Regions from separate parts of the Mus musculus genome. Here all the other regions are linked to region 1. A link is a contact called in public Hi-C data. All regions are on one chromosome and are shown on one strand. Each heading gives the region's core, a stretch centred on a gene start, on an enhancer-like site or on the middle of the called end of the contact. The rest is flanking DNA. Distances are from core to core; before and after follow the strand shown.

Region 1 (2,845 bases), core at 253-2,752:
ACAGCACTTTGGGACCCTGGGGGAACAGCCTACGTCTGCTGCTGCACATCAACCGTTGAGCTCTGAGAGGGGCTGCCAGACAATGGGAAATGAAACATTTGAGTGGTTTGGGAAATATTAGGTAAGAAAACCCCCTCCCCCGGGTATTCTGTGCAGCAGCTGTGACAGGGAAGGAGGGGGCTTTCGGGTTTCAGTGTTCCTGAGCAGACCAATGGCTGCTAGAATGTTCTTTCCGGGAAGACATGGCCTCACACACGAAGCTGGCTGGGAACCCAAATGATTGCTTAAGAGTTCTGAACCACCATTCCCCCAATCCTTCTGTCATATGCACACACACACTCATCCATCCACACACACACACACACACACACACACACACACAGACACACACATACACTTTCCCTACACACTTATATAGTCACCCCACACATTTACACACTTACACACAGTCACATACACATATACTTATCCCACACACTTAGACACACATTCATACAGTCTCATACACACACTCACAAACATACACACTCACCACACACACTTACAGTCACACACATTCACCCTCCCTATCCTACACACTTATTCAGTCACCCCACACACTTAACTTACACTGTGTGTAAGTGTTTGCACACAGTCATATATACTCACACTTACCTCAAACACTTACACACAGTCACATATACTCACACACATATAGTTACCCCACATATTTAACACACACACTTACACATAGTCACATACACACATTCACAAACATACACACTCACCACACTTACACACAGTCTCACACACACACATACATTCACTTATACACAATCACACGTAGTCACATACACACACTTATATACAATCACACGTAGTCACATACACACACTCAAACACACACACACACACACTTGTACAGGTTTTCTATGGCCTTGCCAAGCTGGTGACATATATGACCTTGGCTCTGACCCAGTGTTCATAGTAGGAGTTTTGCCATCTCCCTTGAATCTAACGGTAAACTCCAACATGGTGTCACTGCTTGCAATGCCCCTGGTATTTCTGGTTAGCATGTGGCTTCCTTCCACTTTCTCCATTCCTGTTTGTAACAGACATTTGTCTGTCACACTCTTCCTCTTTTGTACAATAAAGTGAGACTGACACTAACCACTCCTTGTTTTGTTTACCTTAAAACTAGCAAGTGGCCCAGCGGAGAGGAACAGAGACGAGCTGACCCCTGGAGGTGGCTGGCCGGCCAGCCTCAATGAAACCTCAAACTCAGATTCAATGAGAGACTGAGTTTCTAAACACAAGGTAAAATGTGATAGACAACGATACCCCAACATCAATCTCTGACCCACCCCCAGCGTATGTGTATAGACGCGCACATACACACATGTGCACACATACCCATACACACATGTGCACATACACAGACACACCCCAACTGAGAAAATGCCTAGAAGCTCTCATAACCAACACCCCCTCAGGGCTCCGCTTTTTAGATTTGTTAAAGGGATGATGTACAGATTTTCAGAGAAACCTGGTGGATGGGGAAACAGGAAGTTACAAAGGTTAAGGGACCTGTGTATTAGTCACGAGGTTTCAGTTGCAAAAGGACCCAATCCTGGCATAAAAGCACCGCCCCCACCTCCCAGCCCCCACCAGATACAAAATGGTTGGGACTGTCTCCATCAGAAGGGAGGGTCGGAAGAGCTTCCGTCATGGCTGGATCCAGGTCCTCAGTGAAAAAGTCTAGAACACATCCCCTCTGCATCTGTTTGGTTTGGATTTGCTTTGTTCTGGTTTCCTGTTTAGATAGAAACTCTACCTGTTGAACACATTGCCTCACGGGGCACATCTCTCTTTCTCCTGGTGCTCACTGCAAAAGTCCAGGGGCTGGGGCCAGAGGGCTCTGATAGGCTCTGACCGGGGTGGGGGGAATGAACGAGGTCCTGGGCCTTTAGCTGCAGCCAAAGTCTAGACAAACCACACAGACAGGGTGAGACTCCCCCTCCCTCCCAAAGATTGGTGTGTTCCCCCAGAAGGGGAGGGAACAAATACTAAAGTACGGGGAGACAAGAAGATCTGTAGCTGGTAGGCCAGGGAGGAGGAGGCCAGTGACCCCCAGGTTATTTGGGGACGTTCAGAATTTCTTTTGTCTGTGCAGACACTTAGACAGAAGCAGAGAACTCTCTAGGATAAGTCTGAAAACGGGGAGCTGTTTTTTCTGGAGCTCACCACCACACAGTAAGGGTCCCCAGTGAATGTGAGACTACTAGCCTCCTCCTGCCAGCCTCCTGCCCTCTGCCTAGGAAAACTGTGCAGGGGTTGCAGGTCCCTGAGTGGGGATTGCACCCACTCTGCTCTCCCTGCTGCATCACCCTAAGACCCACATCTTCCTCAGTGGGGCAGCACCTGGAGCAAAGCCAGAGGAGACCTCTGCATCTTGCCTGGCTCTGTAGCTACTGCCTGGAGCTGAGGCTCAGCCTGGAGCTAGGATCCAAGCAGCCAGAGCCTGCTTTCCAGTCCCACTCAGTGCCTCCTTCAGACTGGCCGGAAGTCACATGCTTCCTCCACTCAGAAGTGTTTACAAACAGCATACCTGCATACCTGCATACCTGCCCTGGCTTCTTGCTCCAAAGACTGCTCTCTGCCATGCCCAGTGTAGCTGGTTATTAGGGCCCACCCCGTTGTGAGTCCCCAGTGCTCCAGGAAGCTTGCTGCCTACACACTAGACACCAGTTGTTATTATCTGCATTGTGTACAGACAGACAGACAGAGACAGAGAGAGTGAGAAAGAGAAGACATGACAGACACACACACACACACACACACACACACACACACACACAGAGAGGGG
Region 2 (2,845 bases), core at 196-2,695, 290 kb before region 1:
TGGTAGTGTGCTGCAGTTTCTTGCCACTTCTGCAGACTCCAGCCAATTGGCAGAGTGATGTCAGCTGAGACAAACGCACATGCTGAGGCAAGACCCAAGGCAGGGATAAATAGGACTCGACTCAATAGACAGTGATGAAAAAGCAGCTTAGCGCACTTATACAGGTAGGTAGCTAGCTAGCTGTGCAACGCCTGTGGGTCTCACATCTTTGCTGATCTTCGTTTCTCTGAGGCATCACTGAGAACTCATGGTCCCTCCTGCTGACTAGCACTGAGGCTGAGGCCTGCCTGTCTCTGCTCGGCAGTGCCACTGCCTGCTATCTCGACTACGGAACTGGACTGTTGGTGCATCTGTGAAGTGTTTGGGAGTGGATCCAGCTGCTGCCGCTGCTGACCTGCAAACTTAACTGCAAATTTCCAGACAACACAGATGGGAGTGGCTCCAAAAAACCTTTCTTAACAGGTCCACTTACCCTGTATCCTTTCTTTTCCACTACTTCTAGTGGGTGGTCGGCTACAAGGGAGATTAAAGTGTTTAAGAACCATCATTAAAAATATGTTTTGGAAAAAAATTAAAGTTGCACAGCCTTAACAAGGCACCCACAGATGATGCACTGGAGAAAGCATGGGAGTAGCCAGGCCCAGAAAAGCAGAAAGCTAGGAAGGAGCTGCTGGCTCCAGCGGTGCTCTCCAAGGTCTTTCCAGCTCTGGCCCCACTGACCTGTCAAGGTGCACTGTGGTGTCAGCCTCTAGGACAGAAATTCAGGACTAGTCCTCAACAGTCTCATACAACCCGGAACACAAACCAGTACTGCAGTTCAATTGGCATTTGGAGGGCTAGCTTTGAATCTATGCATCATTTAAAAGCTTCTTCATGAAGAAAAAAAATGTATTTGCCAACTATTTAGCTTATATTACCTTGCTAATCACATGATGAAATTTTCTGTCAACTGATGTATGATACTAATTCTTCACTCCACGATTTAAAAGCTAGCTACGTTATTAGACAGCACACCAATCAAGAAGTACTTCATTAGTGCTATTTAATCTGAACCAATCAGCAAACTTTTTGAATTTCCTATAATATTAGGGAACAGGTCAGGTTGCTGAATAATTCATTTATTTTGCATACAATTTTCTGCATATTACATACGAAAATTTTTAAACTTTAATCAACTGTGCTTCAAAAAGAACAGAAACACAGAAGAATCCCTCTTGCAACCACAGTGCTGCCACGATGACTGGACTGAACATCAGCCACAGAAGAAGCACAGCTGTGAGCACTCTGAGCTCGTAAGTACTCGCCCACAGTAAACCACGCTCACAGTAAACCACGCCTTGTCCACAGCTCGCTTGCTCAATCACTTGGAAGCTTACTTACCCTGGGGGATGGCAGAAAGCACTACTGCTGCTGGCAGGCCATCCTAAGTGTACCTGCCCCTGGGGCCACATTTGACTTCTACTTCTACTGCACTACACCAGCCTTCTGCCTCCAGCTTCACATCCTCTGCCAGCCATGCTTGCCTAACCTGGGCCCCTTGAACCCAGGTGAAGCCCTTTCACCTTCCCTCCCTTTGATCAGCCACAACAACAGTTAAGAACAATGTCTGTCTCTCACCTGTCTTCTCGCCATTGCAGAGGGGACAAGTCAGCCTGCACAGACACAAAATCTTCCACTAAGAAAAAAAATTACAGCCCAGAAAACACTCAATCCCATGTTACTCAGCCCATATGCAGAGATGTGTGTGTCCATGAGCTGGGCCGTGTAGAGTTCAACACACGCTCCACCACAGAGCTACTCCCCATGAAGTGAATCTCCTCAAGTTTACGGTGTTAAAACAGCCAGCTTTAAGTTATGAGAGCCCACCCCAGGAAGGCGCATTTCTAAGCAATGTCGCTGATGGTTCACCTTCACAACACAGCACTTACTCTAGGTCCAACTCCACAGGTACCATTCACTATCAACAAGGAAGGACACTTTGTCACTATCACTTCATAATGTCCCACCAATCATGGTTGGTAAAATTAAATTGTAGCACATCAGTACAGGTGGCTGATGAGATTTCTTCTTCCATATTCCACAGGATCAGCTACAGCCACACCTATAAAAGCTCAGAAAACTTTACTTTTTTGGAAAGGCAGGGGTAAAGAGACAAGAAAGAAAGAAAGAAAGAAAGAAAGAAAGAAAGAAAGAAAGAAAGGAGGGAGGGAGGGAGGGAGGGAGGAGGGGAGGGGAGGGGAGGGGAGGGGGGAGAAACCCTTCAGGTAAACATTGCAGAATCACTGCCCAAGGACCTCAGCAGCTGACCTGATTTTCTCCCTGTCCATCAGCATCAGTGTAACAGCTCTCCTCAAACATCTCAAACTCATTCATTTACATCAAACTGTGATTCAACAATTTTTAAAACTGAATTTGTGATTTTTAATCAAGCATAATTTAGATGTGTATGAACTGATTATAACTTTAATTTGAAAGACAATGTTTAGAAGGTTTATTTTGTATCCGAGGACATTCTAACTGGACAGTTTATACTGTGGGCAGAGCCATAATGAGATAGGTTATGACCCCCTCCCCTTTAGTAGACCCACTTTAAAAAGGTGACGAGATGAAACTGAAAGACACAGGCTGCCCTCAAGTGATATTCTTCCATCTGCCCGACGCCCCTCGCATAAACAGGACAGGGAGGACATTTACCTCAAGGTCCTTACCAAAGCTCAGCCCCACTAAGCACCATAGCAGTGCTTTCTCCACAAGAAATAAGAGATGCTGGGATCATGGGCAATGCTGGTTATCCAAGGCAACAATCACATCCATATCTATCTATCTATCTATCTATCTCTCTCTC
Region 3 (2,845 bases), core at 191-2,690, 270 kb before region 1:
TGCCTGCTGCTCCGTCAGAATCCTGTGGCACTTGACCACAACCTTCACAACTCAGGTACACAACATCTCTAAGCCTGGATATTCCTACCCTGACCTGTAAGGTCTTCTCCCTGTGCCAATACTTGAAGTCTCTGTAGATTCCATCCTTACTGAAGCTCTGAGAATGGAGAAAGATAATCTGTCCTGAACCAGCTAGTCTAGACTACAAATAGAGGCCTCCTGCTTCCTAGTCACATGGCCTCAGGCTGCCCCACCCGAGATTATGTGATGTGCTGCTTCTTCTTCCCAATGAGACCTATTAGATCTCAATTCTGAGGGTCAGAATGAGTACACAGAAGTCTCCCCTCGTGGGAACTCAGCACTGTCTCACTCCTGACGGGGATCACCTAACTGCTATAAGAAAACTAGACCTATGGAGAATCCCAAGGAAGTCTGCCTAAACTTCTTAACCAGGTTTACAACAACCAAAGTCAGTGAAGGGAGTTGGCTACTAAAAGGAGTGTGTTTAATGTCTTCATGAAGAAGTCTATTTTCAAAGACAATTGGCTCAGATCAATGATGCCTTAAACATAGAAGTGTCAGATCTATTAAATGCTGTAGACACAAATATTTCTTAATGTACTATCTTCCCATTGCTTCTTTGATGAAAAAGTATTCTAAACCCAGGTATGGTGGCACACCCTTTCATCCCTGAGTCCCAGGACTGCCTAAGCTACATGGCAAGAGACACAGAGAAATCTTTCTGAGGAGAGAAAAGGGGAGGGGGAGGGAGAGGGGGGAGAGGACATGAAGAAATTCTATCGGCAAAGGTCAAAATGTACAGTCACAGATCTAATGATGAGCGTTTGTATGGGAACTCCTTTGTCTTGCTGACTGGAATTTCAATCTTTTGTAAACTTTTATGCATGGCCTTCAGAAAAATAGATACTATGAATCCTTCTGACAGAGCAACAGGAAGCCACCTTACGAACAACATAACTGCAAAAGTAAATCTACAGCAGAGTTGAAAAAGCCAGAAGGAAGCATTCATCATTTCCAGGAATAAAATAATCAGTGCACTGGCTACAGCAATCATGGCTACAGCCATGTGAGCCTTGTCAGGAATAGCCCAAGGTGACCGTGGCCATGAGGGAGGGAGGCAGGTGACCAGCGCCGTTTAGGTGGTCAGCCCCTGACTGACAGTGTTCTTCCACTCCTGTCTCAGCTTCCCACTCTAGCTTTAGTTTGTCCAAGACACCTGATCTTACTTCTCTGGCGCTCACCTGCTGCTGCCTCTGGCTGCCCTACGCATCGCGTCAGGACTGACCTTCTCCTTCCCAGGCTCTACACGTCTGCACTGCCTGTGGCCAGTAGGGTGGCTTGCTTCCTCCACATCATGTAAGGGTGTGATTGCTGCCTACAGGAGCTACAGCTTGCGTTTCCTCTCCTCATTCTACCCCACCCCCACACACTCCATCTTCCTTGCTCTTCCTGCTTACTGAAGTTAAAACACTCTGTAGACAGAACTACTGTATAAGGACTCAAACACTTTTGTGAAGAGTGAATACTCACTAAACCCTATCAAATAAAAGGATATGGATATATAATTTTGGCACAGTTTGAAATTGTTTTATCATAATTATGGTATGGTACAATTATGCTTTTGTTTCCATTTCTAAACAAACTTTAATAGCATAGCTTGCTAACAAGATATAATAAAAAGAAATTATTTCTGGATTTTGCTTTGCTTAGAGACAGGTAGAATGTCAGATCCTGTCTGCAGGCAGTCCCTAAAGGGTGCAGCGTGCAGAACACACGGGTAGCTTACCCTTACCTTTACTGACCTCCTTCCTACACTGGCTCCCCAGGCCAGAGGGGCTGAATGGGAAAGACCGAATCAGAAGACCTGCTACACACACACACACACACACACACAGACACACACACACACAGACACACACACACACACACACACACACAGAGTGGGCTGGCCTATAATCACAGTACTTAGGTCACATGAGCAAGAGAGGATCAAAAGTTCAAGGTCACCCTCAGCTGCACAGTGAGTGTGGACAACCAAAGGAATGACCTCTGGCGAGTGTGTGTGTGTGTGTGTGTGTGTGTGTGTGTGTGTGTGCGCGCGCGTACGCATACACACTTTTTTCTTTTTCATTTTTTTTTTTAAGTTAAAACCCAACTGAAATGAAAAACGGGGAGAGGAAGGAAATAAAGACAGCTCAACAAATTTTAAGGAAGTTACCAATCAAAGTATGGGGGCTGTATCGGGAAATTTCTTACTGTCAGTCAATAGCATAGAATGAAGCAGAGTATATATTGTTTAAAAGCATGTGTGTGTACTCGCACAAGTGCACATGCTCGAGCGTTCACCAGACTCCTGGTGGTGGAGCTGCAAGTAGCTGTAAAGACCATCACAGACTCTGGTGCCCCCCAGCACGAGGCCCTCCGAGTCCCCGCCCCGCCCGGCCCTGCCCAGCCCCGCCCGGCCCCACCTTCTCTATGCTAGGACAGCAGTTTTCAGGCTTTACCTCAAAACTTCTGAGATAAAATAGGGACAGGAAGCACAGTGCCTGACCGACTGCTGCAGAAGAAATGGCACAGTGCGGAGCTTCTCAGGAACTAGACATTTCCCAGCAAGGATATTCAAGAGAACAGTGGAGATGTTGATTCTGTGGAACTTGCACTGTACTGCTGAGGACATGGGCAAGTCTTGCTCTTCTTCAGTTTTGTTTGTTTGGGTAGTTGTTTTTAAATTATTTTTAATAAATTGTTTCATAAACGTTGCATCTTATTTTGTTTAAACACTGACAACAGTATAGGCTCCATCCCTCTAACGACATTAGTCTTT

What was found. Hi-C and Micro-C count contacts between places; a contact is called where the count stands out from the background.
Region 2: a contact with region 1 is called in a Hi-C map of bone marrow-derived macrophages, with 19 read pairs. The contact joins two enhancer-like sites. A contact is called at or near these places in 1 of 15 datasets of contacts at CTCF or cohesin (the NIH/3T3 cell line), 6 of 484 Hi-C or Micro-C datasets (bone marrow-derived macrophages, cerebral cortex, nephron progenitors and 2 more), 5 of 115 datasets of contacts at active chromatin or transcription factors (the 230-238 cell line, bone marrow-derived macrophages, embryonic basal ganglia and 2 more) and 1 of 9 other capture datasets (embryonic stem cells).
Region 3: a contact with region 1 is called in a Hi-C map of bone marrow-derived macrophages, with 2.0 times the contacts expected there. The contact joins two enhancer-like sites. A contact is called at or near these places in 1 of 15 datasets of contacts at CTCF or cohesin (the NIH/3T3 cell line), 3 of 484 Hi-C or Micro-C datasets (bone marrow-derived macrophages and neutrophils) and 8 of 115 datasets of contacts at active chromatin or transcription factors (the 230-238 cell line, bone marrow-derived macrophages, embryonic basal ganglia and 3 more).

Annotation. Positions count from the first base shown.
Region 1 is chr5:118,374,873-118,377,717 of GRCm38.p6, reverse strand. Gm30604 (a long non-coding RNA gene) reads left to right here. Exons shown (of 6, transcript XR_878721.1): 3 at 1-121; 4 at 1,181-1,296. Among named protein-coding and RNA genes, the nearest start is that of Gm30604, 4.6 kb to the left of the region's middle. Within about 2 kb of position 1,502, at least 91 of the 459 cell types and tissues checked have an H3K27ac peak or open chromatin away from gene starts, as enhancers often do. A contact at or near this core is called in bone marrow-derived macrophages, where this site is marked.
Region 2 is chr5:118,662,716-118,665,560 of GRCm38.p6, reverse strand. All of the region lies in intron 2 of Med13l (mediator complex subunit 13-like), which reads right to left. Among named protein-coding and RNA genes, the nearest start is that of Med13l, 100 kb to the right of the region's middle. Within about 2 kb of position 1,445, at least 47 of the 459 cell types and tissues checked have an H3K27ac peak or open chromatin away from gene starts, as enhancers often do. A contact at or near this core is called in bone marrow-derived macrophages, where this site is marked.
Region 3 is chr5:118,643,881-118,646,725 of GRCm38.p6, reverse strand. The region is part of intron 2 of Med13l (mediator complex subunit 13-like); the gene reads right to left. Among named protein-coding and RNA genes, the nearest start is that of Med13l, 85 kb to the right of the region's middle. Within about 2 kb of position 1,440, at least 19 of the 459 cell types and tissues checked have an H3K27ac peak or open chromatin away from gene starts, as enhancers often do. A contact at or near this core is called in bone marrow-derived macrophages, where this site is marked.